Linked DNA regions of Mus musculus: regions 1, 3 and 4 are each linked to region 2. The links are chromatin contacts, called in public ChIA-PET, Hi-C and HiCAR-type maps. All regions are on one chromosome and are shown on one strand. The core of a region is the stretch at or near the end of the contact, and the rest is flanking DNA. Distances in the headings are between cores, read along the strand shown.

The links. A called contact is a pair of places that touch in the nucleus more often than the background predicts. ChIA-PET counts read pairs in DNA pulled down with a chosen protein or histone mark. HiCAR-type assays count read pairs that join an accessible place to other places.
Region 1: a contact with region 2 is called in a Hi-C map of the N1E-115 cell line, with 8 times the contacts expected there. The contact joins the enhancer-like site here to the promoter of Deptor in region 2. A contact is called at or near these places in 12 of 39 promoter capture datasets (the 3T3-L1 cell line, 3T3-L1-derived adipocytes, the C10 cell line and 8 more), 24 of 484 Hi-C or Micro-C datasets (the AML12 cell line, the AtT-20 cell line, CD4 T cells and 19 more) and 11 of 115 datasets of contacts at active chromatin or transcription factors (astrocytes, bone marrow-derived dendritic cells, craniofacial prominence and 8 more).
Region 3: a contact with region 2 is called in an RNA polymerase II ChIA-PET map of memory CD8 T cells, with 5 read pairs. The contact joins the enhancer-like site here to the promoter of Deptor in region 2. A contact is called at or near these places in 4 of 39 promoter capture datasets (the C10 cell line, liver and pre-B cells), 1 of 484 Hi-C or Micro-C datasets (CD4 T cells) and 1 of 115 datasets of contacts at active chromatin or transcription factors (memory CD8 T cells).
Region 4: a contact with region 2 is called in a HiCAR-type map of astrocytes, with 2.8 times the contacts expected there. The contact joins the promoter of Sntb1 here to the promoter of Deptor in region 2. A contact is called at or near these places in 6 of 39 promoter capture datasets (the C10 cell line, cranial neural crest, hippocampal neurons and 2 more), 1 of 484 Hi-C or Micro-C datasets (CD4 T cells), 1 of 115 datasets of contacts at active chromatin or transcription factors (astrocytes) and 1 of 9 other capture datasets (liver).

What each region holds. Positions count from the first base shown.
Region 1 is chr15:56,044,942-56,051,869 of GRCm38.p6, reverse strand. No RefSeq gene overlaps it. Among named protein-coding and RNA genes, the nearest start is that of Gm46516, 130 kb to the right of the region's middle. Within about 2 kb of position 4,794, at least 30 of the 459 cell types and tissues checked have an H3K27ac peak or open chromatin away from gene starts, as enhancers often do. A contact at or near this core is called in the N1E-115 cell line, liver and pro-B cells, where this site is marked.
Region 2 is chr15:55,108,548-55,114,956 of GRCm38.p6, reverse strand. Deptor (DEP domain containing MTOR-interacting protein) reads right to left here and starts at 2,640. Exons shown (of 9, transcript NM_145470.3): 1 at 2,338-2,640. The coding sequence starts at 2,459. It overlaps Gm9920 (predicted gene 9920), which reads left to right and starts at 1,375. Exons shown (of 5, transcript NR_045093.1): 1 at 1,375-1,617; 2 at 2,361-2,614; 3 at 3,741-3,837; 4 at 5,980-6,044.
Region 3 is chr15:55,847,904-55,854,913 of GRCm38.p6, reverse strand. All of the region lies in intron 1 of Sntb1 (syntrophin, basic 1), which reads left to right. Among named protein-coding and RNA genes, the nearest start is that of Sntb1, 56 kb to the left of the region's middle. Within about 2 kb of position 3,638, at least 51 of the 459 cell types and tissues checked have an H3K27ac peak or open chromatin away from gene starts, as enhancers often do. A contact at or near this core is called in memory CD8 T cells and pre-B cells, where this site is marked.
Region 4 is chr15:55,903,161-55,910,614 of GRCm38.p6, reverse strand. It overlaps Sntb1 (syntrophin, basic 1), which reads left to right and starts at 3,666. Exons shown (of 7, transcript NM_016667.3): 1 at 3,666-4,591. The coding sequence starts at 4,024.

The DNA of each region.
Region 1 (6,928 bases), core at 3,545-6,044, 930 kb before region 2:
GGGGTCAAATGACCCTTCCATAGGAGTCACCTAAGACTATCAGAAAACACAGATATTTACACTGTGATTCATACTAGTAATAGAATTACAGTTATAAAGTGGCAATGAAAATAATGTTATGGTTGGGCATCATCACAACATGTATTAAAGGGTCACAGCATTAGGAAAGTTGAGAACCACAGGTCTATGCTGATATTGAATTAATTTTATTACCTAGAATGTCCACAGCCCTGGGTTCAATCCTCACTCAGCACCAAAGAAAGAAAGAAAGAAAGAAAGAAAGAAAGAAAGAAAGAAAGAAAGAAAGAAAGAAAGAAAGGAAGGAAGGAAGGAAGGAAGGAAGGAAGGAAGGAAGGGGGAGGGAGGGAGGGAGGGAGAGGGAAAGGGAAGGAAAGGAAGCAGGAAAGAAAGGAAGGAAGAAGGAAAGAAAAAGAAAAATGAAGTGAGTGTGTGTGGTAGTCGAAGGAGACTTAAGGCAAGGAGACAGGAAGATATATTACAGTTTAGATATTTTTTATACTTCTTCTAAACAATCATTTAAACTATAAACTTTCTTCTCTCTAAGCACAGAGTCTGTGCAGAACACTCCTTTTATTCTCTTAGACGAAGCAAGGAGGTACAAAATCATTTTTACATGCCTAAGAAAATAATTAGGAAATGGAATATGTCCTGTTCAGATTATATAATATATTCCAAAACTAATCATCAAGGATCAGGATGGTGTCTGCTATTTTCAATTAAATGCCCCATTACCTCTTCCACGGCTAGCTTTCTGGGAGTTGGTGGTTCCACATTCATTTCGAGCCGTTCAAAATTTATACCACCAGAGATGACCATTCTCTCTTGTACCCAGGGGAATGTAATTTATGAACACGTGTTTTTCCCCAAGAAGGGAACAGTTTGTATGATTGATGGCAAAGCTCCCTATAGCCCTGTTCAAGATCTCCCACAAAAGGCACAGGATTCCATGTGAAGAAGATATTGGCTCCTCTCCAACGTCACCAATCACTAAACAGCTGTGTTGAGTTCCCTTCCGGAAAGAAGAGGCGTTTACTGAGAAAACAAGCAAGTCTTATGGTTAGTTTCTTTGTTTTTGTTTTGTTTGTTTGTCTGTTTTGTTTGGTTTTGTTTCATTTGGTTTTGGTTTTGGTGGTTGTTTTGATTTTGGTTTTTGTTTGTTTGTTTTTGGTTTTGTTAGGTTGATGATGGTGGTTTTTTGTTGTTTTGTTTGTTTGTTTGTTTGTTTGTTTGTTTTACAGTTCTGGTGATTAATTCTGGGCCATCATTCTACCACTGAGCTACCATCCCACCAGAACTGTAAGGATCTTTTCAGTTAGGAATGATGAAAAAACAGTTGATTTCCGCCCAACCCTTGACTCTAAATGCAGGAAATTGATGTGTTGATGCAATTTCCTAGGAAAATAGACACATCTTAGTTAACAAAAGCATCTCTTCAGCTTACATGCTGTGTGATATTAGCCCATCCATTAAACCTGCTTAAGCTATACTGTCTTCCTATGTAATAAAAGTCATTTTGAATGTTATAGATGAGATACAAAGGGGTCCTAGAGTATTATAGGTGCTTAGGAAGGGGCAGTTTAGTAACACAGTCATGATGGATGCACTGAATTCTGTATGACAAATGGCTCAATAGAAAAATATGAATTTTCCTCCACTGTATTTCTTGGAGTTTCCCACAGAGCATCTTTCATGCACTAAACTTCCAGGGGTGGGTTTTGGGGGTATTGGGAAATTGAGATCTAATATTTGAAAGATGTTTTCCAGTCCTTATTGCACTCAGATGTACACAAACCCCAGATCACAGGATTCCTTTTTACTAAAGTCCTAGCTTGGCCCCAGTAAGGAATAAGATAAAGAAGCCGTGGGTGAATGTAAGCTTGGAAACCAAAACTAGAGTTTGGTGGGTGTATGAGTTCAATAAAGATGAAGTAATGTGTGAACGCCTTAATTATGATTGGATAAAAGTAGCTTAAAAACCCCAGTCTAGCCATCCCAATTCACTCACTCCCAGAGTCCCATGGAGATGCCATCATGCTGAGATCAACCTACCCAGACGTCCACTATCTTGCAAATCTTACCTGATGTGCCACCATCTATGACATTGGGCCAGACAGGAGGTTAGTGAAGTGTGTGTGTGAAAGAATGTGATCCCATTTTGCTACTTGTTACTACTTATGAATAAATAGCTATAACCTAACCTCCCAGTCCCAGGCTTCCTTCTCGCCTCTGTCCTCAATCCCGACTCATGACAGTCCTGCATTTTTGCCTAGTAACCAGGATAATCTACTTGCTGCTCTCCCTCAAAAAAAAAAAAAAATGAGGAAGGGGAATCTCAATATAAGATTAAGGACAACCAAATGCATTGCACTGCCAACCCTCGGATCAATGTCCACTCTCAGATCTTTTAGCTTCCTCTTGCTAACAAAGGCTATAAAGTTGGTAGCTAACTTCAAATCCCAGAGACTGCTGAGATTCTATAAATAGTTCCTTAATCACTTCCTCTCCACTTGATGATGTTTTCAGGGAAATGATTATAGGACTTCCCTACCCAATGAGTGAACAAAAAAGCCAAGGTCATTCTGAATGAGAAGTCCTAACTCTATAATTGAGCTATTAATGAAACTCATGCTCAAATCCAGCTCCTCTCTAATGGGGTACTTTTTGCCTATTGTTTTTCCACTGGCCAGAATGTATGATACCAACTTTGGCCACACCTCTGCAGTCTGATCACGGAGGCTCATAGTCCACAGACGAGCCTCTGGTACCTGATCGGCACCTCTGATGGATGGCACTCTTTCTGTCACAAGGGACCATTAAGCTAAAAGCAAATGCCCTCCCTCACCATGAGACGGCCTGGTCAGGCACATGGCTTCATGCAGCTTAGGGTGAAGTTAGTGGCTATGCTGTCACTGGCCTGATTCCTAGACTGCTTGGATTACCACCCAAACTCCGCTCTCCTGAAAAGTACCTATTCTGGAAAGTGTAGGTCTGGGGAGCCACCTGCTTATTTTTATGTTCTAATTATTCTACTGTGGTCAAAGATCTTAATCTTCCTGTTATCAATTACTGGGCCTTACGAAATCCATTTTTATAAGCTTGTAAAGAATGCTTAGAAAGTATTGGGTTCTGTGTGTTAATTGTGTGTATAAATCTCGTTTTTTTTCTTTTTAATTGTTGATCACTGTCTTTTTAAAATGTATTGAGGTAAATTTCTTAAAATATCTTATAATGAGAGTAGAATTATGAATTTGTCCTTTGTAGTACTGGGCTCTTGCTTTCTTCTTTGCAAAGCTACATTATTAAATTTGTAAAATACCCCTGAGTATTACATACTTTTACTTTGTCAGCATTTACCAGGGTCAAACTTCTCAGATTTTAGTTTATTATTTCATTTTTTTACCTAATGTTAATAATGCTAAATTATCTTTAGTTTTAATATTAATTTCTTGGTGTGTTTTTTACTCAGGCCATTTTACAGAAACTAACCGTACTGTTTTGCGACTTGGATATGTCTTTTACAGTGAACATATAAGTGGACTTTTTCTGGAATAAAGGTATATTCATTCAACAATTAACGGTGAGTGTATCTTATCATCTGAGGCTGCAGCTAGTTGTCCTGGGGATTCCCTATAATCTCTAAGGAGGCCCACAGACTCACCTGATTTAACCTGGATTTCTTTCCTTATCCAGAAACTGACCAGGACCTACAGTAGTGTGGACTTTTCTGAACTTTCTTCTCCATCTTCCTTGATATCATCTATTATTTGTACTTTGATTTCATTTTTAGGTACAAGGTTTTAGTAATTACTTATTCTGTTGAATCAGCAAATTTTTCAATTAGAATCGCCTCATCTTGTTTGTAAAGATAAGTTTAATTAATGCTAGGTCATTTCATCCATAAAAGCTTCTTAAATGAATATACATAAACTACAACGGAGACATGGAGACAGAAGGCCTAAATGACTCCCCTCCTTCTGAAGTAGCTTCTATGTCCCCCAGTATACCTCCTGAACTGTGGCAGGAGTCTCCAGTGTCATGACACAGGCAAGCCACATACTAAACCTGGGGAGTCCCCCCGGAGAGTGGTAGCCAAGCTCAGGTAGGACAGCCAAGAAGCACAAGCTGTAGCTGCCTACTAATCAAAGAAGTTGTAATTGTTTTAAAATATGTTAGGTCATTTCATTAAAAATTAACGTTAACTGTTGGCCTGAATCCAGAAGAGTGGGAAAATGCACTGTAGGGTGATAGTCCTAACACTTTACCCAGAGGTTCTCATGACTCTGTCCTAAGATCAAGAAAATCCCTATGGCTTAGAGACTTTGAGCCACTGGGTACACAGACAGAAACTGAATAAAGACCACTTTCCTCAAATAATGATGAGTTTAGTACAACCCAACACTTACAGTAATCGTTCAGATGGGACAAATCTTTACCATCCTCTAAAACCTGCCGCAAAGGGCCATGGGATTCTCTGCTGTAACACAGAAGAACTGCGAAGGTTATTCCACTGGCTTTCGTGGGTATTAATCCTACCCTGTTTAGTCTCTTCAGCTGGTAGGAGCCCTTTGGGGGCACGTTAAGATAGCACAAACGCACAGCCCTTCTCAAGAATATATATCACATACATATATTTTCACCACTAAAGTCTTATCATATGATCCGCCCTCTCTGAAGTAAGTCTGTTCTACCTGTGGGACCATTGGTATTCAGGGAAACAAACACCAAACACCCTAGGGCTTCACTTTGTCCGGTGTTACCACCTGGTGCCAATAGATGGCAGCAATACCAAGGGACTGCGTAGCCATGGCCGCGGGGAATGTTTTGTGTTACCTTTTCAGTCTAGGTTGTTTTGGTTTTAAGGGCTCAGATCTGTGCCCAGGAAAACATGGTGGTGGGTAGATAAACAGCCTGGAAAATCCTCTCTATTGTCTCACTTCATGTCTTCTCCCACTGTTTCCTGCCAGAGAACTGCTTTCTGGGGTCAAAATTCCCTCTAGGCAGAGTGTGAGGAAATACTAATACATTGCCATCTTCTGTCGGTCTAACACTAGAGTTTGATTGTTCTAATGATACAAGAAGGATAAAAACCTACTGGAGCAAAGAGTCTGTGTCACGTGGTTTGTGCGAGCATATTTGAAGGCGCCTTGGACAATACGATCCCTCTCCCCCTCCCCCTCCCTTCCCCCCCTCTCCCTCTCCCCCCACCCCCCCCCCCTCTCTCTCTCTCTCATATTTTTTTTCTAACTTTAGCCCAGATTGCTTCATTCAGGAGGACTTAAAATTGCTCACCTTACATAAACTCAAGGATAACGCACAAAAGGGAAGAAAGGGGGATTCCCATTGATGAGATTTGAACTAGATAAAATATCTGAAGACTTTCCTGGGAGAAGAAGAAAAATAAAAGGAAAAAGGAAAAAACAGTGGGTTGTCCTAAAGGAACCAACTTCCACTGAGCTGGGTAGAGTTCTCTTGACCAATAGTCGGCTCTGGTTGACTAATGAGAACAGAAAGGACATGATAACACAGCTGCCACAGAAGCAGAGACACAAACCCCACTGCCCTGTCTTCTTCATCAGTAATCAAGATGGTTTCTGAAGCAGAAGGAAGTTCTTCAAGGAACTGGTAGGCCTTGACAATGAAGTCCTTATCTTGACGTGGGCAATAGGGGTATTTCTGGTACTTTTGAGTATAATCTAATATTAGCCAAAATAGCTACCCGTCAAAGACAATGCTGCTAAGCATAGCTTCCCTTTTATTATTTTTGCATTCATTTTACCCAAATTCTGTTTTCTCACCTCAAGTGACCCCTCAAAGAATGCTCTATAGGAACCGAAAAGCCCAGTCTGAATCAGACCTACCTTGTTTCATGTATCGTTTTGTGTTTGTAATAAGCTTAGCCCAGATACTGTGTCTCTTTAACTCTAGGCCTGCCATTGTGTGTTGTTAGTAGACCAGAGTTCAGAGCTCGCTCACTATCACGCAAAATACATTTAATAATCATGGTATACAATCTGATAAGCAAGCCATCTTTCAAATGGACCCGAGTGTCCTCCAAAATGCACTTTTCCCTCTGGACTGTTCAGCTCAGGATCCACTGAGCTCATTGGTGTCAGTCTCCCCTGTCCTTGGGGGTTCATAGTACTTCCCCTTGGCCTTCTGCCATGCACGTGTTCCTCTGTCCTGAAAAGAAAATGGAAATTTTGGGCCATAGAACGTTTCAAATAATAGGTGCACTGATGCTATACTGTCAAATAATTTATTCTTCTGTGACCATGCACAATTAATACAAACGTGTGATTAGAGTACAGAGTTTATTCTCTGTGTAGGGAGGATCTGACCCCGTTTCAGTTGTATTTGTCTCAGGACTCCCATGATTCCAGCTCTCCCCACTTGCTGATGTTAGAACTGATCAGTGAGCAGGGAAAATGTTCATCTGATAAGCCTCCATGGTCAGGGTTCCTGTCACTCATTAGTTAGTGGTCCATGGATGATCATTGTCTAGGTCCAGCATCCTTTAGAATTAGCAAAGTGGAGACATTCTATGTCGTTCCTGCAAAATCTGTTAGCCAGAAGAATTTGAAGGAAGAGTTTCCCCCTCCTCAATTGAGTGATATAAAACAAAAGAAAAACAAATAAGCGGTACGATAAATGCTCTACTCTTTATTTTTTTTTTTTTTCCAAAGAGTAGGTTGCTGCCCAACACCCTCCCAAGGACCTTTGCTCTTTCCCATTTTCCATATTTGGTGCATTAAATGTTGGGGCTTCTTCTCTCCATCTCGAGCCAGTGGGGCTTCTTGAGGTTAACACATATTCTGATCATGATTTCACATTCATCACAAATATTTTCTGCCCCACCTATAGAATCTATCACTTTTCCAAGGAACCTGATTCCTTTCAGACAGAAACA
Region 2 (6,409 bases), core at 1,391-3,890:
AGTAAGCTTTTAAAGTTTGCTTTAAAATAATTGAAACAAAAAGTGAAATTCAAATCAAATTTAAATGGTTAATATTTGCTCTGAGTTGTTTGTTTGTTTGTTTGTTTGTTTTTAAAGGCAGGGCTTTGCTAGCCTAGTACTTACTACGTAGGGCAGGCTAACCACAAACTTGTAGTTCTCCAGTCCCCACCTCCCAAGTGCTGGGGTTGCAGGTGCATACCCTCAAATTCAAATTTGGTTGTGACATCTCAGCCCTCCCAAAATGGTAAGCCAATTGTCTTTTAATTCTCCCTTCTATAAAAAGGAAACTGAGGCAAAAGAGCAAGTCAATTGTTCCAAAGTCGCAGAAGGAACACATGGCAGAAGCTGGAAGCCACAAGTGGTGGTGGCAGAGGGAAGGAAAACCTGAGTAGCCTGGACCGACATCCTCCGTCCTTCACAAACACACAGGCCCTCTGGACACATCTTACCAGAGGGGCTGTGTCAAAAGTGGTGGTGCAGAGAGAGCAGGGACACCAATTAACTCCTGCAGGCCCTTGGGGATTGCTAACTAACACAGGAAGCCCAGAAGTCAGAATCTCAGAAGCACCCCATGAAATACTCTCATCTTCATGACCACTTTACAGATGAGGAAATAGCTCAGACGAGTAAATTAATTTGTCCAAACATGGCTACCCTGGCTAGTGATCATATAGTGCGTAGCAGCACCCACCGGTGCCTGCACTAACGCCACATAATCCTCATAACAACACTACCAGGTAAAAGTTAGTGTTACTCATCTTTGTCCCAGGCTCTACACTAGCCAAGTCAAGGGCAAGGCCAGGATTCTGTCAGGTTCAAAGCCTTCCTCAAAACAGAGTCACGGTAACACTTGGCCACATGGCGGAGGAATAGAAAACCAAGCCCGAGTCCCAGGTCTGCAGATTTGTGGTGGGAAAGCCTGCGAGCGCTCAGGGGAGGCTGAAGAATGTGCATTTCAGGAGCAGTTATCGAGAAGGAGAAAGTGACTGGGGGTCTTAATGATGTTTGTAAAAGAAACAAAAAGCAAGGAATCTCACCCAAGCAAAGCCTTTTCAAACAGCAATATAGTAAAGAACAAAACAATAAATTATTAAGAAAGTCCAATTAAATCAGAAAAACTTTACGTCATCTCCATTACAAAATACTCTTGATGAAGGAAAACAGGTTTTTAATTCCCTTCAATTTTGGCCACACAGTTGAGATTTAACGAGGAACTGAAATGCGTGATTTTCCTTCTGTCACACTGGACTCCACCGTCCTGACTGCCAACAGCTACTTCCTCAAACTGAACACTGCAAAGCCAAGTGCTTTACCAGACCTCCAGGAACCTCTGTAACACTCTCCTTCCAGTCTGGAAACAGCCATCTAGAAACCGAAATAAGCCGGAAAAATCAAGCCAAGAGCTAGAGGGAGCTAGCACACTTCTTTCAGGTGGGACTGGGCTCGCGGTTCAAGTTCTGGCAGAGCCGGATTCATTTGGAGTGGCAATCTGATTTACAACCCCCAATATCAAGGCAGCTGCGGAAGCACAAGTCTTAAGCATATGCCCAAGAAAAAGGAACAGGAAGCGATGGGAATGTCAAAAGAGCCCTGGGGGTAAGTGCTTGTTCCTGGATCTGTGAGATGGGAAAGTGGTAATTCTAGGAAAAGTGCGCGGCGGTGGGCCAACTCCGGGGTCCCAAACGTGGGCACTGAACAAGGTACTTTCACGCCCCCTTGCGGACCCAAGTGACACCTGAAACCAAGTGTGCCAATCAAGGGATAGGTAAAGAACTGGGAAAGGTTTTGGAAGAGAAGCAACCCGTCAAAGCACTCGCAGATATGCTCCAGGTTTTACATAAAAGTAACCTGAAGCTCCAATGAGGGAAGCATGTCTTGCTAGAAAAAAAGGAAAGCTGAACCGAAGGCACTCATGGGTGCTGGAGCCTTCTATCTGGAAGCGCAGGGACTGGGGTCCCATCCGAAATCTCTTCTTTTTGGAGCGAGCAGACTAGACAGTCATCAGGAACACCTGGCAAGGGGGTTTGCACGCACTGAGTGGTGGCGAGTCGGAGGGACGCATGGCTGCAGCAGTCCAGCTAGGGCGCAGCCTGCACCGCGCGTTCCCGGCATCGGTCCCCGCAGCCTGGCTGAAGCTGCTAGCCTCCGGGCTGCAGTAGCCAGGCACCCGTGCAGCGCGACCCAACCATCCCACTCGCTCGCAACTGTCCCTACGCCCCGCGCGACACGCCTGCCACGAGCCAGATGGCGTGTGCGCTCCGGACCGCGGCGGGCATAGGGCAATCGAGAGCCCATCTACTGAGTGCCTTTCCTTACCGGAGCTGCTCTCCCGTAACTAGGACTTCAGCCATGCGTTCCAGCTCTCTCTGCTGCACCCCGCCGCTCCCGCCGGCGTTGCTGTCGCTGCTACCACTGCCGCCGCTGCTGCCCTCTTCCATGTTCCTGACCGCGCGGTTGCCACTCTGCCTTTGCTGTCCCGGCGGGTGCGCCTGGCGTTTGGATCAATGTGCCCTCCCCGAGGCCGCCCCGGCCATCTTTGTTCCGGGCGGTGCCGTGGCTCAGACGCGATTGGCTGGTGAGGGAATCCCTGCGGGTAAGCAGGAGAAGTCGGCGAGTCCGGGTCTGGAACTTCGGCTTGGGGGCGTGGCCTGGGCTCTCTCATGGTCGGGGGGCGGGGACAAGGAGAAAAATAAAAACATCGGGGCGGAGCTCTGAGCCCTGAGTTTTTGCAGGAGGTTGAGCCTTTCGCTCCTCTTTTATATTTCCTTTTTCACTCCCAAACTCATGCTGGGGAATGTTGCAGTTTTTCTCCATTTTCCATACTAGAGTTGTAGAGAATAAAAATGAGAACAGATTACTCAAAAACGGAGCAGTTGAGGATATTGCTGAAGGGCATTTCAGGCTACCTGATCCCTTTCCCTATAGACCATCTACTACTACCCTATGGTGGAGTCAATAAAGGATCCTGCCCTGCGGTTCAAAAAGACTAAGAACCTGGCTTCATTACTTTGGTTTCCTACCTAAATGCTCTTAATCCCTTTTTTACACTAGTTGTAGCTATCACTTGTCCACATCTGCTGCATTAAAGATGTTTTAGATAAATTGCTACCCTCTTGTGTTTCCCATATCATTCCTTTTACGTCGGGAAGGCAACTCGGAGGGGTGAGGTAACTTGTCTCAGGCAAGCAGGCAAGAGCATTCTCAGTTTTAGGTTATGTTTTTAAAACAACTCTATCTTGGCAGGCATGGCGACACACTTATGTTCCCAGAACTTCAGAAGATGATCATGAGTTTGGACCAGACTGGGATAAGAAGATACCTTGTCTCATAAAACAAACTAAAACCAAAAACAGCTTAACTGACAAAAGCAAGCAATACAATAAACCGTTAGAAGAGCAGGTTAGGGGCTGGAGAGATGGCTCAGCTGTTAAGAGCACTGACTCACTCCTCTTCCAGGTGTCCTGAGTTCAAATCCCAGTAACCACATGGTGGCTCACAACCATCTGTAATGGGATTTGATACCCTCTTCTGGTGTGTCTGAAGACAGCCACATCGACAGTGTACTCACACATATAAAATAAATAAATCTTTAAAAGAAGAAGAGGAGGAGGGGGGGGTGAGGAGGAGGAGGAGAAAGAGGAGGAGGTTAAACATATTTGAATGGCCGAGCTGGTCTACCATGTTCATTAAAAGTCATCACTGTGTCTCTTCGTTTTTAGTTTGTAAACTTCAACATAGCTTGACTGGGAAGTCATGGCTTCCGCGGCCATACACATTTGTTGAAGTATCTTTGGATTTGCCTTTTGGAAGATACAGGTACTTGTGTCTACGATAACTGTCACAATCTTCAGGAAGTGTCAGTATATAACAAAACATATGCTGCTGTGAATGTTACTTGACATTCCTGAAGACTAGGCTCTGAACCTGCTAGGGTCACAAAAGTAGAGCATTTAGTACTTTGCAAGGTCCATTCTCTGGTAAACAAAACTATTGTTTGGGGTAGAATCTTGCTGTGTAGCCCAGGATAGCATCAAACCCTTGATCCCCCTGCCTCAGTCTCCAAAGTGCTGGAATTATAAGACCTGAACACCATGCTCTGTTCTATTTTTTCCTCCAAAGGTAAATTTTTTCCTCAAAGGTAAATATTTTAAAAGATGCACCAATGGAGAGAGGTTTCAGTTCAAAGTATTCTAAGAGCCCCATAGCATAAACATTAAGTGACAGAGGGAGATGGCCTAGACTTAATGAGGGTAACAGCTGTCTGTCTGTCTGTTTGTTTTTGCTTGGTTTGTCAAGGTAAGGTTTCTCTGTGCAGCCTGGCTGGCCTGGAACTCACTCTGGAGATCAGGCTGACCTAAAACTCAGAGGGCTGCCTGCCTCTGCCTCCAGAGTGGTAGGATTAAAGGCGTGCGCCACTATGCCCAGCTGCTGGTTCTCAGGTTTTAAATCTTATACTTACTATACAGAATATTGAGATTTGTTTCATTCACCCATGCAATCTTGGTCCTCGCCGACCATTGTCCAAGTTTATAATTTTATGTCAGTCACTAAAGCTCTTTGAATTTCAATTTTCTATTGATAAGACGAAAAGTAATTTTTACTTTCTAGGGATGGTCTGTGACATTCATGAAATAACAGTTCAATAAATAAAGTTTTGAAGATACATTTTAATAACAAAATTGTGTACATCTGTAATTTTAAAAAAATTACTGCAATGTAAGGCTAAAAAAAAAATTCAAGTTAGGGAAATGCCTGACCTGAAAGGGAAAATAACTTTTAATTTTATCTTCGGTTTTAGCTTTTTGAAACAGAACATCTCATGTAGCCAAAGCTGGCCTCAAACTCCTGATTCTCTTGCCTCCACGTTCCAAAGGCTGTTGGGCCAGCCCGGCCTACATGAACTGGGTACTCCTGGAAGGCAGGCTGGGGCTGAAAGAGAGACTAGATGGCGAGAGAAATAATGAAGCCAAGACAAACAAATTTTCTCTGATCAAGGCCTGAGAGTTTACTAAGAAACTGTGTTTAAAAGGGGGAGGGCCCCCCGAGTCCATCCTTGGTGCTTTGTTGCCATGCTGTCAGCACTTGGTCACCAGGCTGTTGCTTGTTCAGGAACATCTCAGGAAGACAGGTTCAGTCTCTCAGCAGGTAGCAGCATCTCAGAGAAGAGCAGGGCTGTTGTCACATCAAAAGAAAACAGCCAAGTCGAAAAGCTGCATCACAGGTGGCCCCACCTCAGTGGTGACAAGGGCTGCACCAGACCGCTTCAGGCTGGGGGAAGCTACAGTTACAGATTAAACCTTAGGCTTACATGTGATACAGGGATCACACCATACTGCATTGCTTAAGTCACTCTTCTAGCAGACATATGGGGGAAACTGCTTGCTAAGGACACATAGGCATCCATGGCCATGACTGTCCTGGAACAACTGGGCTTCAAGAAACTACGAGTGTGGATGATGACAGAAAACAGGAAGGCATTGTTATGGCAATTAATCCCACACCAAGATTTCAGAAGAGCTGAAAATCTTGACAGACTTCCACATTGCAAGCCAGTTATCTTCTCAGAGGAAATTTTCTATTCTCAGAGGGAAAGGCTATATAGCGTCAGTCCCATTAGTTATTGAGTGGATTAAATGAAATTTCACAAATCCTTACAGGTGGAAACTAGTAGAAGTGAAGGCACCTTTCCCAGCAATGCTGGCTCACTCCTGCATCTTATGGTACTTTAGAGGCTAGTATCAAAGTCTGGATGAAGACGGTCTGGGTGTGTGTCTGCATTTCCAGGTGCTCAAAGTGTTCCGTTTTGATGAAATACAAGACAAATTACATCAAAAAGGCATGCTTAACATATGCTCAAGCCTTATAGGAGTCAAGAGAGAAAAATACTCTGTAAAATTGCTGTTGAGTGTTTCTATTTGGATTCTCAGTAACAAACAGTATGTCTCCTCCTTCATTTAGGTTCCTGGCCACTCCCTAGTCAATCATATTTTGAGCAGTGCTGGTGCAATGAGCTCTTCCTGAAGGTTAGTCACAAAGTGAAAAGATGAACTTAATTACTAATTACTTAATTACTAATTACTTAATTACTAAAAAAGTGAAAGTATAGTATCAGCCACAAAGCTTAATGATAGGGTAGGTGTTATCTGGGATGGGTACCACACATCCAGACCGAAGCATTTGGAAGATGGAAGAAAGGTCAGTCAGTATTTGTGGTGGTTTGAATACGGTTGGCCCAGGAAGTGGAACTATTAGGAGATGTGGCCTTGTTTGAGTAGGTGTGGCCTTGTTGGAGGGAGTGTGTCACTGTGAAGGTGAGCTTTGAGACCCTCCTACTAGCTGGCTGGACACAGTCTGCTCCTGTCTTCCTTTGAATGAAGATATAGAACTC
Region 3 (7,010 bases), core at 2,389-4,888, 740 kb before region 2:
TTTTGTCTGCTATGCTCCCCATGACCCAACCTGACACTCCGCCTCTATCTGCTGCTGCTCTGCTCACTTACATCTCTATGGGTGTGTACAGCTGTTTACAAGGTCCCGAGCACTGACAGACTGAGGCTCGCTTCCTGCCTTCAAGGGACTTCCGATTCAGTCGTATGACAGAGTTGGGCACACTGGATTGTGAGATGGTAACCGATGGTGGTTCTGCTCAACAGGAGGGTGTGACCTAAACGGAAAATGCGGTCAATCAGTAGGAGAAGGAACGGGGATGGATGGGAAGGAACTAAAGCAATGTAAAGCTGTTCAATTCTTCCCTACTGTGTACCTGTGACAAACTGAGCCTATGGCGAAGCCAGTCTACAGCGTGGACTCTTTCTCTTTAGATGTATTTAAGATGGGGTTCTTCTAGGACAGAGGTTCTCAACCTGTGGGTCAGGACCACTTTGGGATTCAAATGATCCTTTTACTCGCCTGAGATAACTGGGAATCAAAGACATTTACAATTATAATTCATAGCTGTAGCAAAATTAGAGTTATGAAATAGTAACGAAATAATAGTATGGTTGGGGGGGGGGGGGTCACCACAACATGAGGAACTGTATTAAAGGGCCACGGCATTAGGAAGGCTGAGGACCACTGCTCTAGGATCTAGAGGAGCCTTCGAGTCTCATATTATCACCAATTGCCCAAGTGTGTGTGAGCGCAGGGCTCTGAAACACCCATGTGTGATCAGACTTAGTGACTCTAAAAAAGATTTTAGAAAAGGGCACATTATTTATTTATTTTACAATGCTAAGGACAGCTCTTATAAAGCTGGCCAGAGTACTTTTCAATTTATGTAAGAGGAAATTAATGATCATATGTTAAGAAAAAGACCCTTAAATTATATATGTATAATCACATATAGAAAAGTATATAGAATATATATGTGTATGCAAACATATATAATACACATATAAAAAATATAAATACATATGTATATGTGTATTATGAATGTATGTATGTATTAATAACTAACTCCAGTGATTTTAGAAGCTTTAACCTAGCCAAGGTGCTTGCCCCAATATCAAATTGGCTTTCTCATTACCATGAGGTCTAATGAACCATTTAAACCTGTCCTCGTTCATTTAGGCTTGCCTCTTGCTAATTATCTCTTCCAATTTGATTGTCTTCCCTTCTTACTATGTATGTTTTTTTAATGAGATAAATTAGTTTATAAAGGAGGTTCATGGGCTACGGGTGGTGAGGGGTATGGGGACCAACATCTGGTGCAGGCTACAATACCAAGACGGCCTATGAAATTCAAAATTCATTGAGCAATGTGAGAAGTTGCACCCTTATAGCTAGTTTGAGCTATAACAAGGTAAGCGAAAGAGAACAGTTTAGAAAAGCTGCCCACGACAATGTTGGGTACCCACTGAGTGCAGGAACTGCACCTATTTGTTCTGCAAGTTTTTTCTCCTTGGTCCTCATACTGGCATTATTTTCATTTTATAAAAATGATAAATGGAAGCTGTAGAGGTTAAGTAGGTGGTTCCTGGTTATGTAACTGGCAGCTGATGGTGCTGCTTGCTGGGGAATTGGTTTTGTTTTCTCTTTTTTATATAATAGTTAATTGGAAAGAAGCCCTTGAATCCCAAGACAAACTTGTAAAGGTAAAGATAAATTGGGGCCAGCTGTAAGACCAGATGTTTTCTCCCAATGCCAATGCCAAAGTTGTCACCAAGGCAGGTGCAGGCATGATCGTTGAGACAGGCTTCTTGCACATAAGCTGTAGCTTGGAAAATTTCAAATCACAAAGATATCAGAATCTGCTGCAAGAAAAAGAAGTGGAAGTAGGTACAGAGAAAAATGACTACAAGAAGTTTCATAAAAAACACCCTGTCTGAAATGACCCCTCTCTCTACCCAGTTGTCAGTCATTACTAGGAAACACCTTTGCATAGTCTCCGAGATTGTCTTAATATGTACAACATGATCTTGGCCTAGATGAATTCATTAAACTTCAAAGGCTGTGGGTTTTTTCCACACTACCTGCCCTCCCCTTCCCCTACACACCTGTATTTCCTCCTTGGTGTAACTGAACTCCCTCACTTGTCCTTTTGCTGACATATGAAACCTCCCTGCATTGTCTAGCCTCATCAAAACGTCTCCATTTTATACTACGACTCTGTCCTAGCCAACTTGTTCTCTTGGCAATAATAGGTGGGTAATTCAATGAAATCTAGGAATCACAGGTAAGATTTCTCTCCCTGGAAACCTCCTGTCATATTTAAGCTGTGTGCTTATTCTGTGAGGTTTCAGCACCCGAGTTGTAGTATATTGGAGCCGAGGCTCCAGGAGGAAGGGTTCATTTGTATTCACCAGGAACCCTTCCCATACTTAAATCAGAATTCCCTTTTCTCATGCATAAACCTGGTTCCACGTGGAAGATGGCAGCCTGCCTTTCATTTTCCACCTGACACTTCATGACAGATGGAAACATCCCTTCCTCTTCTTTCTCCTCCTTATCTTCTCACATCTTTCCCTGAACAAAGGAGCATCCCTGACCCTTCCTTAGTCGATTCCATTTAAACAGAAAACCAGATACACCCCCAGTGTATTCAATTATTTTGTAATCAATTCCCTTTCTACAGCATCTTCCTTCAGAGACTCGGAGAACATTTTACAAATTGTACTGGCACCATTTTTACAAGTCAGAGCAAAGAGGCCTGCCTCTGGGAACAACAATTGAGAAGAAGTGAAGACGGACAAAACGTGTGTGTTATCTGAGTTACGAAACACCTAGAAAAGCCAGCTTGACAGACAAATCACTAATGAAGGAATTTCAAGCTAGCCAGGTGCTGTGATCCAGTGATGATCCCACTGAATTTTTTTCACATTATAGACATAATGATTGAATGATTGCTTAGATGAAAGCATGGATTCGGAATAACTATTGTGTTCATGCAATGTAACAGACACTGGGCTCAGTCCTGTGAATATGAAGGTTTTAGGGTGTTGCTGTATAATACAGTGGAGTGGAGACCAGACCCCAATGCTTGCCTTCAGGGAGTAGCCATAAAGATGTGAGACAATAGGCACAGTAAATGATTAAGTGACATGGGACAGGTATAAACAGGAAGGTACCACCTAGCTTACGTGTGGTGGCTTCCTCAGAGGTGGTGTTGGTGTTTGTTTGTTTGCTTGCTTGCTTGCTTGCTTGCTTGCTTGCTTTATTTGATTGGTTTTTTTGAGACAGGGTTTCTCTGTCTAGCCCTGGCTGTCCTGGAACTCACTTTGTAGACCAGGCTGGCCTCGAACTTAGAAATCCGCCTGCCTCTGCCTCCCACGTGCTAGGATTAAAGGCGTGCACCACCACTGCCTGGCTTAAAATAATCTATTTAAGTTGAATACTTTCTTCATAAACCCTGATGTCTAGAGGTTTATAAAGTAAAAATATAAAAACTTTGGGAGAACCATATGATTGCTCTGACTCAAATACTCAGGCAGTCTCTTCCCCCAAAGAGAAAACAGAATCCAAATTTATGAGGGTCTGGTCCGGTCACAGAGAGCATGTAGCAGCATAGAACCAGAGAGCAGTCACTGAGCCACGCCCAGCCATACTGTGCAACTAAAAACCCAAGACAGGCACTTGATTCTAACGGCCTCTTATTCTGTTTCAGTTTCCTTCTTTGCAAATCTTTATCAACATTTATATACAAGACTTTCATAACAACCCAAAAATTCAACAGGCAACCACAAGACAAAACCTCTTCCCTGTACACAGGCAACCACAGGACATGGCCAGCAAAGTAGAATAAACTTCAGAAGATGGGTGTATAGAAGAACTGCAATCGTGCGTGTTAAGTATATTGAACCAACTCTGAGACATGGAAAAATCAATACATTTAAGTAGACTCCTTCAGAATGAGAAAACTTTTCAGTAGGTCAACTGCTAGCATCCAATGAAAGGGAAAGTTTAATACACAGCCTTGGTCACAACTGGGGTTGAAGCACACAGAAGAAAGACTATTTTCCTTCCTATTTAGTGTTCAAGTTTTCCCAAGAGTTAATTGTAAAAGTTGGGGAAAAAACAGATTGTTGAAAGAAATAGCTAGAAATAGGGTATAGCTAAGACTTCCTAATTTATCACTGGACTAAACCACTCTAATTTTTTTAAAAAGACCTGACACTGATTCCATTTTTTAAAAGCCTGGCAAATTAAGACAACTCTAGTAACAAATGTTAAAAACAATAGCTGTAATGATGGCATGTGGCTTGTATTTGCTTGCTTTGTGTCGTGCATTTACATTACAGCCAGCCTGTATAGTTTTTATACTGAGCACCGGGTACCACACCACTTGAGAGAGATATTATTACTAACAACCTCAAAAGTCACTTTAATGGTGTTAGTGCTCTCATGTATGTCGAACAGGAAATGCAAGCTCTAACAGGTGCATTTTATCCCGTTCCTACAGCTGTGAAGGCGCATGGCTGGGCATAGAGTTGCCTGAGTCTGTCTGCCCCTCATCTTTCCATCCCACCATGTCTAATGAAACCAGAGCACTGCACCACATGGTGACAAAAGTGTGTGTCCGTTGTCAGTGTTTCCGTACCATTTTTGTGTTCTGGGCACTGAAATGGTAACCGCTTTGCTCCCGGAAGGAATTTCTATGCTTTTATTTTTTTTCTCTGGAATTCTCTGTCCTGAGATGGTGGGCAAATCGAAGACCTAATGTGTTTCATTTTCTAGAGGCTACTCCAAAAATGATTCAGTGGGGCCACAGAACTCCTGAAACCTGAGCCTGACTTTCCCAGACAGCTAATCGCTTCACCATCCAGTCTCCACCATTACTGCATGTGCCAGATGCCTTAGCAAATAGAACCTTCATGCTTAATTTCCAGACCACAGTTCCCAGACCGCAGAAGTTTGATGGCTACATTTTTTTTTTGCTATTCCATCATTTCTATTTATGTGACTAGATATATTTTTAGAGCAGGTTTAAAAAAGATGTGGGGGGAAAGCCCACCCCAAAGAACTTCCTGGTCTAATAGAGAGGATGCTGGAGTCTTCACATCAGCAGAAGGAACAGGATGTTGGCTGTTGCTACAACATATTTGGTTCAGCAGTGGGCTGTCATTTATCTGAGGGGATGTCTGGTTGTAGGAGGAAGGGGGAGCAAATGGTTCTGGTTATTTATGGATCCCATGAATTTTCATCAATAGGCACCATGCACTTCCAATGTTGATAAGCATATCTATTCTAGAGTTCACCAAACACAAAATGCTTGGTAATATGTCCACTTATTTCCTGTGGGAAAAGACTAGCAAAAGAAAGAGAGAAAATAGCCATTTCATATCTCTCTTCCCAGAGACAAGTATGTTTAAAACTGAGCACACTGCTCTGGATTGTTCGATTTGTATGTGAATGTATGTGTGTGTAAGTATGTGTACATACATGTGCATACATACAACTTCTGGTTTTTAAACAAAAACTAAGGCATAACTTTAAATCCTACATGTTCACATGACTAGTTTTTCACTTGAATACACACCATGAACATCTTCCTCTGGGGGGGGGGGGACCTCACTTTTTCAAATATCTAACGGGCTCTATAAGATGCTGGCTGCTTAGATTTTTTCCTACTAACAGAGTATGCATAGTGACATCTTAGTAACTCAAGATTTGTTCGATATCTCTTATTACCATAAATTAAATGAGTAAAGGTGGGCTTTAATGGACTGTAAGTCCTGTACATATTCAAAGAGAGTAAACTGTACCAGAGTAAAGTGGCTTCAGGGGACAGTCTAAATATAGGAAACACCATGTTTATCACACTCAGTAATAAACCATTATTTTAAAAGCTGGTCATATAATTTATCTTAATATGGTGATAATTGGCACTATTAGTCTTACAGAAAAAAATGTATCTTTTTCTTTACAAAAACACCTGTTTGGCTTTCTTTTCTTTTCTTTTTTTGTAGTTGTGTAAGATTTTAGTTGGGAGGGGGGGTTGTGATTTCTTTCTGCACACAGCATGAGAGTAAAACCTGAATTTGTGGGTTCTGAGATCTATGTAATAACTGTAATACTTTGCAGCAGCATAAACCATCTGGAGCTAGTAGACATGTCTGTGTTGCAGTAAAAATGTCTTGAAATCCAGGGGAATTTGACTGATGAGCTCTGGTTTGCCAGACCCTGAGATAGACCCCTGGACCTGGTCTTTACAGATAAGATTGAGAAAACACAAGGCATTGTACCCCCCAGAATGGCACAACTTAGAACAAAACTTTGTGGAAGTATAAAATGGGGGTGAGTGGAAGATGATTTGGGGGTGAGACATGTCTTGTATTTTATAACCCTGTGTGGGGTTTAAGGAAAGCCTGAAATCCCCTGTAGCGTAGGTGACTACGCTAAGTAATTGCATCACATCTGAAACTACTTTTAACTTGTTTCCTGTTGTGCTCTAAACAGGAGCTCTTCTGCATCTAAGTTTCTTAAACAAAGCTCACTTGGTAGCCTGCTCTTCGGGAGTAAGGGGAGAGAGAGACAGCCCCCATAGGTGGAGGAAGTACAAAGAAGACCCTGTCCACTGGCTGGGGAGGTATAGCTCAGATGGTAGAGTTCTTGCCTTACATACATGAATCTCTGAGTTCTGTCTCTATCACTTCATAAAACTGGGTGTGCCAATGACCCAGTCCTAGAATACCAGTGCTTAAGACATAGATGCAGGAGGACCACACATTCAGGATCATCTTTAGCTATATGACATTCTGATGATGGGTAAAGTTCCACCACAGAAGGGTCCCTGGTGACCTTGAGAAGAGGGGAGGGACCTGAGAAAAATCTTGATAGAATGTAGTTCTGTTGCCCAAATCTTCTGAGGTCCCAGGAAAATGCTACTTTCTTTGTCTCACAGTTGTGTGAGGCAACATCCTGATAGGAAGTAGATGTGTCTCTGCATCCTGGAGCAAAACTCATTTGAGACAAAAGAGTTCTAATCAAGATGGTGAAGGATC
Region 4 (7,454 bases), core at 2,417-4,916, 790 kb before region 2:
GCCCTACAACAGGAGCTGGGACAGGATAGTTGCACTCCAAACTCCGTGAGACCAACAGACCTATTGGCAACTGGCTGCTGCTCTGTTATGCATCCTTGGATCTTTGAAACAGAGGACATGTGACTTATTTGGCAATTCTATGACCACTCATCTCTAGATAAATGCACATTCTATGGGAAACAGTTACAGAGAAATCTCACTTTAGGCTGATTAGAAAGCGGAAGTCAGAGTATACAAGAGAAAGCATCCACAGAACAGGTAAAATCATGGTGTGAGTTAAATCTTATCTTTCAGGAAGGGGCAAGCTTTGAGTACCTTTTAAAGAACATTGATGAGTAATTTGACTTGACTCACAGTAGCCTCAAGAAACACAGTCCTTTCTGATGGCCACTGTTTTTGAAATAAGTGACCTATAGGAGTCTAATATGACTAAGATCTGGAATACTTCATGTTCTAAAGCCTTGGTTCCAAACTTCTTGCTATTGGACGGTTAGAGAAGACGTTTAAGAGGATGGCCACTCACTGTTGAGAGGTCATCAAGTCATTCTGTCTAGTCCTCCAAGAGGACAGTGAGCCCCAGGCCCTTCTTTCTGCCCTTTGTTCACTGTGCAGGAGAACAGTTTTACTTCAAGTGTCCAGCTTCTCCAGATGCTCAAAGCAACAGGGCCAAAGCCATAAAGTGTCACCTCAGGGCCAAGAGCCAAAATAAGTCTTTTCTTTTTATAAGTTGATCATCTCGGGTGTCTGGTACAGTGACAGAAAGCTAACACAGAGGCCATGGGAGCCAGAGGATTTTCTTTCCCAACTGTGAGTATTGTGAGATCCCACTTGAGCCTTCTCACTGGAAACACATCAAGGTGGACAAGGCTTACCTTTGAGAATCGGTGCTGATAAGAAGTCAGAGATGTGGTACTTTCTGAGGGATGATGCAGGGCTTCTCAGCTAGGGAGAGCCCAAATGGCTGGCCATTTTAAGTATCACCAAGACAAAGTTAAAATATATCAAATGGAGGAGGGCAGTGTGTTCTCTAAGCTTTTGAAGAAAGAAAGGTCAGAAGGAAATGTTTCTATCTTCTAATGAAGGGCTGGGCCTTCACCAGAGATTTGTCCCTAGAAAGGACTCTGCGTTCAGATGAGCACTGGGGCTATGGTTGCTAAGCTGTATTTTTAACAGAGGTAAGACAATGGTTAAGTTTCAAGTTCGTGCTGCTATTTACTAATTACATGTGCCAGGTATTAAACCTGAGCCTCCACTTCTTCAACAGTAAATGGGAGTGGCCATTACAGAATTGGCCCTCAAGTATTGCCTAGAGGATTGGGTTAACATGTGGAGAGTACTTAGGGCAGGGACTGTAATTACAATCCAACTAGCAACACCACATGCATGCCTCTGGCCTCCTGATAGTCAACTTTGGTCTCCTTTCATTCTGATGTAACTTTCAACCAGGAATCTATTTTCTTTCCATAGAGGTGTGCATACACAGAAGAAAATGTGCTTAGCACAGAGATTCGTGGAAAAGCCCATCCCAGAGCCTGCCATTTCTAATGCCTAATAGATCAATTACTTTGTGGGTGTGTCTGGCATGCATCTACTGCAGAGCCACAGAGGCAAAGCATTAGGATGCTGGCTGGGGGTTTCTGGTCCAGGGACAGGTTAGCTTTGATTTTTTCATCTTCACATTGGCATCCTGGTAGCAATGCCAACGCTAGTGATTTATATTTCAAAAGCAAACACTTAGTGATGAAGGGCCTGAAACCTCAGCCTCTAAACCAAAGGCCAGCTCCCCCCTCCCGACTCTCTCTCTCTCTCTCTCTCTCTCTCTCTCTCCCTCTCTCTCTCCTGTGTGTGTGTGTATGTGTGTCTCTGTCTCTCTGTGTTTCTGTGTGTGACTGTGTCTCTGTCTGTTTCTGTGTGTGTTTCTGTGTCTCTGTGTGTGTTTGTGTGTGTATGTGTGTCTCTGTCTCTGTGTGTCTCTGTCTCTGTGTGTGTCTGTTTCTGTGTATGTCTCTCTCTCTCTCTGTTGCTCTCTGTCTCTCTCCATCTGTCTCTGTCTCTGTTTCTCTCTGTTTTTCTCTGTCTCTCTCTCTCTCTGTCTCTCTCTGTGTCTCTCTGTCTCTCTCTCTCTCTGTCTCTCTCTCTCTCTCTCTCAGGTTTCTTTCCAACAGTGGTGCCAGCTGTGTTAGTTCCCTGGCTAACCCAGTCCAACAGGAAGGACTGAAGAACTTCCTGGGCTCCTGTCCCTGTTGTGGGCAGGTTTACATGAAAAAAAAAATGAAGATTTTTTTTTTTTTGAAGTATAGAAAGTTAAAACTTACAGGAGCAGGACAGTGGCACACCCTGTGTGAGCTGTAGTGACTTCAGTTTCTCAAGAAAGTCTCAAGTATTTTCATTGAGTTCTGTAATCCCTGTCAGGGACTTCACGGGGATTCCTGAGAGTTTTTAAGTATCCTTGATTAAGTAAGTCTGGAAAGAACTAGAGCTGTTTGCTGCAAATACCCATCACAGTGGGGTGATGACATGCATGTTACAGAAGACCCTCTTCCTACTGGCATCTTATCAGGAGCTTCACCTTCCAGAATTAACAGATTCTGCTTTTTATTTTGTCATCTGGAGAAAGGAGAGGGCACAGCAGGAAGACCAGTAAGTCTTAACACAGTTTAAGTGAACTGTGTGGGACCTGCTTAGCAGAACTCTGGGATGTTCAGCCATGGCTTGGGTTACAGTTAAGGTGGCATTTCCTGATTGGCCTAGGAACGGAACCAAGAGTTACAATGCCATCACCTTGGGACAGAGCAGCTTAAGAGCCAAACAAGCAGTTTTCAGGGAACTTGGAGAACAAACCTATTCTTAGCTTTTAAAGAAGACATTTCCTATATGGAATCTAAGAACAAAGGAGGGAGCCCTGAGAAGCGTTTGGGCTGGCACGGGGATGGGGTTGGGGGAAGTATGGAGCAATGCAAAGAGCAGACACTGAGTTAGACACTGTGTCCTGAAGATGAGGCAGACAGTGCCCCGTTGAAATTCAGGGTAGGTACTGAAAGAAAGCCCTCTTGTCTTCAAACTCCCCCAAAAGATGCCTTGCATTGACTTAGAGGATAGGAGTACGTGGCTTGATGAGGCTTCATTCTATGTTCTTGTGACAGTTTTCCCCTGACTTCTGGCACAGCCTAGGATCTCTCTCTCTCTCTCTCTCTCTCTCTCTCTCTCTCTCTCTCTCTCTCCCTCTCCCTCTCCCTCTCCCTCTCCCTCTCCCTCCTCTCTCTCTCTCTCTCTCTCTCTCTCTCTCTCTCTCTCTCTCTCTCTGTAGTTTCCTTCCCAGAGTCCTGGGATGGGGGTGGAGGGAGACTGAGTTGAGGCAGCGAAGGTCTGGTTTGAGGAAGACTTGGATCTTCAAACACCTGCGGGAGGAGAGAGGGGAGTTGACTCAAGAGGATAGAGTGAGCGCACCTACTAAAGGTGAGTGTGGAAACCCGTCGAAAATAGAGGGTTGAGAAGAAAAGGGGGTGGCGGCGGGGTTGGGGTAGTGGTTTGTGACCCGGTAGGTTTGGGGGAGCTGCGGCAAGGTGCGGCTGAGAACTGAGGCACCCGGGTCTGAGCCAGCGCGACGTGGGAGTGTGACGCTGCAGTGGCGAACAGGTGAGCGGCTGGGGCTCCGGGTCCCCGCCCTTGCCTCCTCCTACCGATTCTCTACAGCACTTGGCCGCTCCGCAGCTCCTAGGCTCCTCTCGGTTTGGGGTTTTGCAACTGGCAGCTGGCTTTTTTCCCTCCTCCCCTGTCGAGGGCTCTCCGTCTTCTTTTAGGTTGCTCCACCCCGCCCAGGATCAGGCGAGGGGGAACAAGCTCCGCCGCTGCAACTGGCGCCCGGCGCAGCCGCGAACACGGGGAGTGGAGTCCGGGGTCTGAGCGCGCGCTGCCAGGCATCTGCTTCTTCCGTGCCTCGGTTACCCTGAGTCCTCCCATCCTCACCCCTTCTCTACTTTTCCCCCGTTTGCAATCACATGGCATTTTAAGAATGCTGGAAAGATGGCGGTAGCGGCAGCGGCTGTGGCTGCGCCGGCTGGCGGTGGAGGCGCCCGGGCGCAGCGGAGCGGACTGCTGGAAGTTTTGGTGCGGGATCGCTGGCATAAAGTTCTGGTGAACTTGAGCGAGGACGCCCTGGTGTTGAGCTGCGAGGAGGGCGCTGCGGCGTACAACGGCATAGGGGCTGCCACCAATGGTTCGTTCTGCAGGGGCTCCGGGACCGGGCACCCGGTCCCCGGTGTCGCTCAAGCCCCGGACTCTCCCGCCGGGGTCCGCACCGCCTTCACCGACCTCCCGGAGCAGGTACCTGAGTCCATCTCAAACCAGAAGAGGGGCGTGAAGGTGCTGAAGCAGGAGCTGGGCGGGCTGGGCATTAGCATCAAAGGGGGCAAGGAAAACAAGATGCCCATACTCATCAGCAAGATCTTCAAGGGGCTGGCAGCGGATCAGACCCAAGCCCTGTATGTGGGCGATGCCATCCTGTCGGTGAACGGAGCAGACCTGCGGGACGCCACCCACGACGAGGCAGTGCAGGCATTGAAGCGCGCAGGCAAGGAAGTGCTGCTGGAAGGTAAGGGGTTAACCCTGCGCCGGCCTTATCCCGCAGTTCCACTTACTCTTCTGCGCGTCAGCACACTCACACTCACCAGCCACTTGCCCCAAAGCCCTAGAACCCCACAGTGCCTGTGTTTTGCAAAAGCAGTGGCACGACTTTCTTTTTTGACAACTTTTACTACCTGGGGGCAAACTCATCTTCACTTTGGCCCTGACCCAGGGCGCTGTACTAAAACACTGGAGTGCCTGGGTTTTCCTGGCTTGGATGAAGTGCTTTAGTGCACTGGTGTCGGAAGTTTCATACTTATCGGTACACGTGGTTTCATATTTTTATCTGCGGACAATCCAAATGTAATTTGGAGTCTGGGAAATGGACCGGGAAATGGAGAGTGGACGGAATTTGCATCTGCCCACATTGTAAAGCAGGGCCACTGACTCTAGGCAGCTCTAGTACTTTTCTACTTTGGCAAAAATTTTCACAGCCTAGGCAATCCAGCTGTGAAGACCTGAGAGGTAATAAATAAATAAATAAATAAATAAACAAATAAATAAATAAATAAAAATAAAAGCCAGAGAGAGGTGGCAGTATTTGAATGCTAAAACTCAGCCACCCGTTCCTGCTTCCCTTCCCTCCAGCACCAGAGAGAGTCCATGAGGCTGTGCAGCTTTGAGTAGTGCCAAAGGCTGGGAAAGATGTTGCCAATGTAGGCACAAGTTCACTTCCACTGCAGGGTGTTCAGCCGGTCAGTCCGGATTCCAGGTTCCCCTGGGTGGAGAGCTGGTGAAGTGTTTTCTTTTTTCTGCTGGTGTCTCCTGGAGAAGTGTGAAATCCACTCTGCATTTGTAAACAGATTTCCCTGCCCATGAATATGAAGAACTTTCGAAACGCTCTCTGAAAATCTGGTGTCTTCAACTCTATAATCATCCAATGGGTATAGACTAGGAAGTACCAGTTTGGATGTGGCAATATGGGGGTGGGGGTGGGGGACTCTGAGCGTTTCCTTTGCCCCAGCTCTGGTTTTCTGTCTTTGTAACTCTTAGTACACACTTTGGCTGGCACTCACACTGCGTGATAATTTCATCGATTTTTCTCAGCTTCTTCCTAACTACAGATTGAGTTGTTCAGAGATCCTTTATTTGGATAGGGGGCTCTCCGGAGCTTGTATCCCTCAGTGACATGCATGCAGGTTGAGGGAGTAAATTAACTCAGCTACTGAGACACTATTCCAACCTAGACTTTATAACGTGGTGGTGATTGACTTAAGCCCTTAAACTAAAATGTAATCAGTTCCCTGTTCACCCAACTGTCGTGCTGATGTGTGACTCTGGGAAGCCAACTTGCTTGGCATGTGACAGCAGATGAAAACTACTGGCAATATGTGTCTGCCTCCTAACCTGGAACACAAAGGGGCTTTTCTTTTTTTTAATTTTATTTTATTTTGATTTGTCTAGAAGATTTGTGATGTCTTCATATTTAATTCACTGCCCCCGAATCCAGAACCTAGAAGGCTATTTGGTTTGGCTTGATGATTAACATAAGTAAAGAGGAGAAAAATTCTTGATCAAGAATGTGTTGGTTTGGGTGACAAGGGACAGGTGGGATCTTGTGAGAGTGTAGCTTGGACTATAAACTTCTGGGTGCCTGCTCAGTTTGTAATCAATACTGAAAATGCAGATGGAAGGGGTGACAAATAATCATATTTTACTTCAGGCATGTCCTTTACTACATCCCTTCTTCCTGTCTCTGAATATTTCATGAATTTAATGAATAATAACTTGCCAAGGACATTAAGAAACAACCTGGAGTTGAAAATGATCTTAGAAAAAGGAGTGTGTGTGTGTGTGTGTGTGTGTATGTATGTATATATATATGTGTGTGTATACATATGTATATGTATGGTATGTATGTATGTGTATATGTGTGTATGTGTGTATGTGTATATATATATATATGTGTGTGTGTATGTATGTATATATATATATATATATGTGTGTGTGTGTGTGTGTGTATACATATGTATATGTATGGTATGTATGTATGTGTATATGTGTGTATGTGTGTATGTGTATATATATATGTGTGTGTGTATATACATATGTATATGTATGTATGTGTATATATGTGTATGTGTATATGTGTGTATGTATATGTATGTATATGTATGAGTATATGTGTGTATATGTGTGTATGTATACATGTGTATGTATATATATATGTATATGTGTGTATGTATATGTATGTATGTGTGTATATGTGTGTATGTATGTGTATGCATATATGTGTGTGTGTGAGAGAGCATGTATGTATGTATATGTGTGTATGTATATGTATGTGTATGTGTGTATGTATATATGTGTGTGTGTATGTATGTATGTATGTGTATGTGTGTGTATATATGTGTGTATATATGTGTGTATGTGTGTGTATTTGTGTGTGTGTGTGTGTGAGAGAGAGAGAGAGAGAGAAAGGGTCATGTACTTCTTAAAGAGTGACCAGAAAATGAGTTCTGTAAAAAGCTCTCTAGAGACATTCTAAAGAACACTGCATCATGCTTTGCAGTAAGGACATCTGGAGGAGACCTGGGCATCCCTAGCCCAACTTTTCAATTATTGTCTGCTAGTTAGTGATGCTATGAAGGAAGGTATGACTTCAAACAGTATCCTGCCTTCTCACCACATCTTCTCACCTTTACACCCTCACCTAGCTAGAGATGTTGCCTAATGATTTGCACATTCTAGGCAAATATTCTACCACCAAAATTCATTCTCAGGCACCAAACTCAGTGTCTCTTATTTGAAACCAAGTGTTTATTGTCCTCTGTGGTCCTCACTGATGTGGGAGTGGTCACATACCATCAGCTCAAACATCATAACCCTCC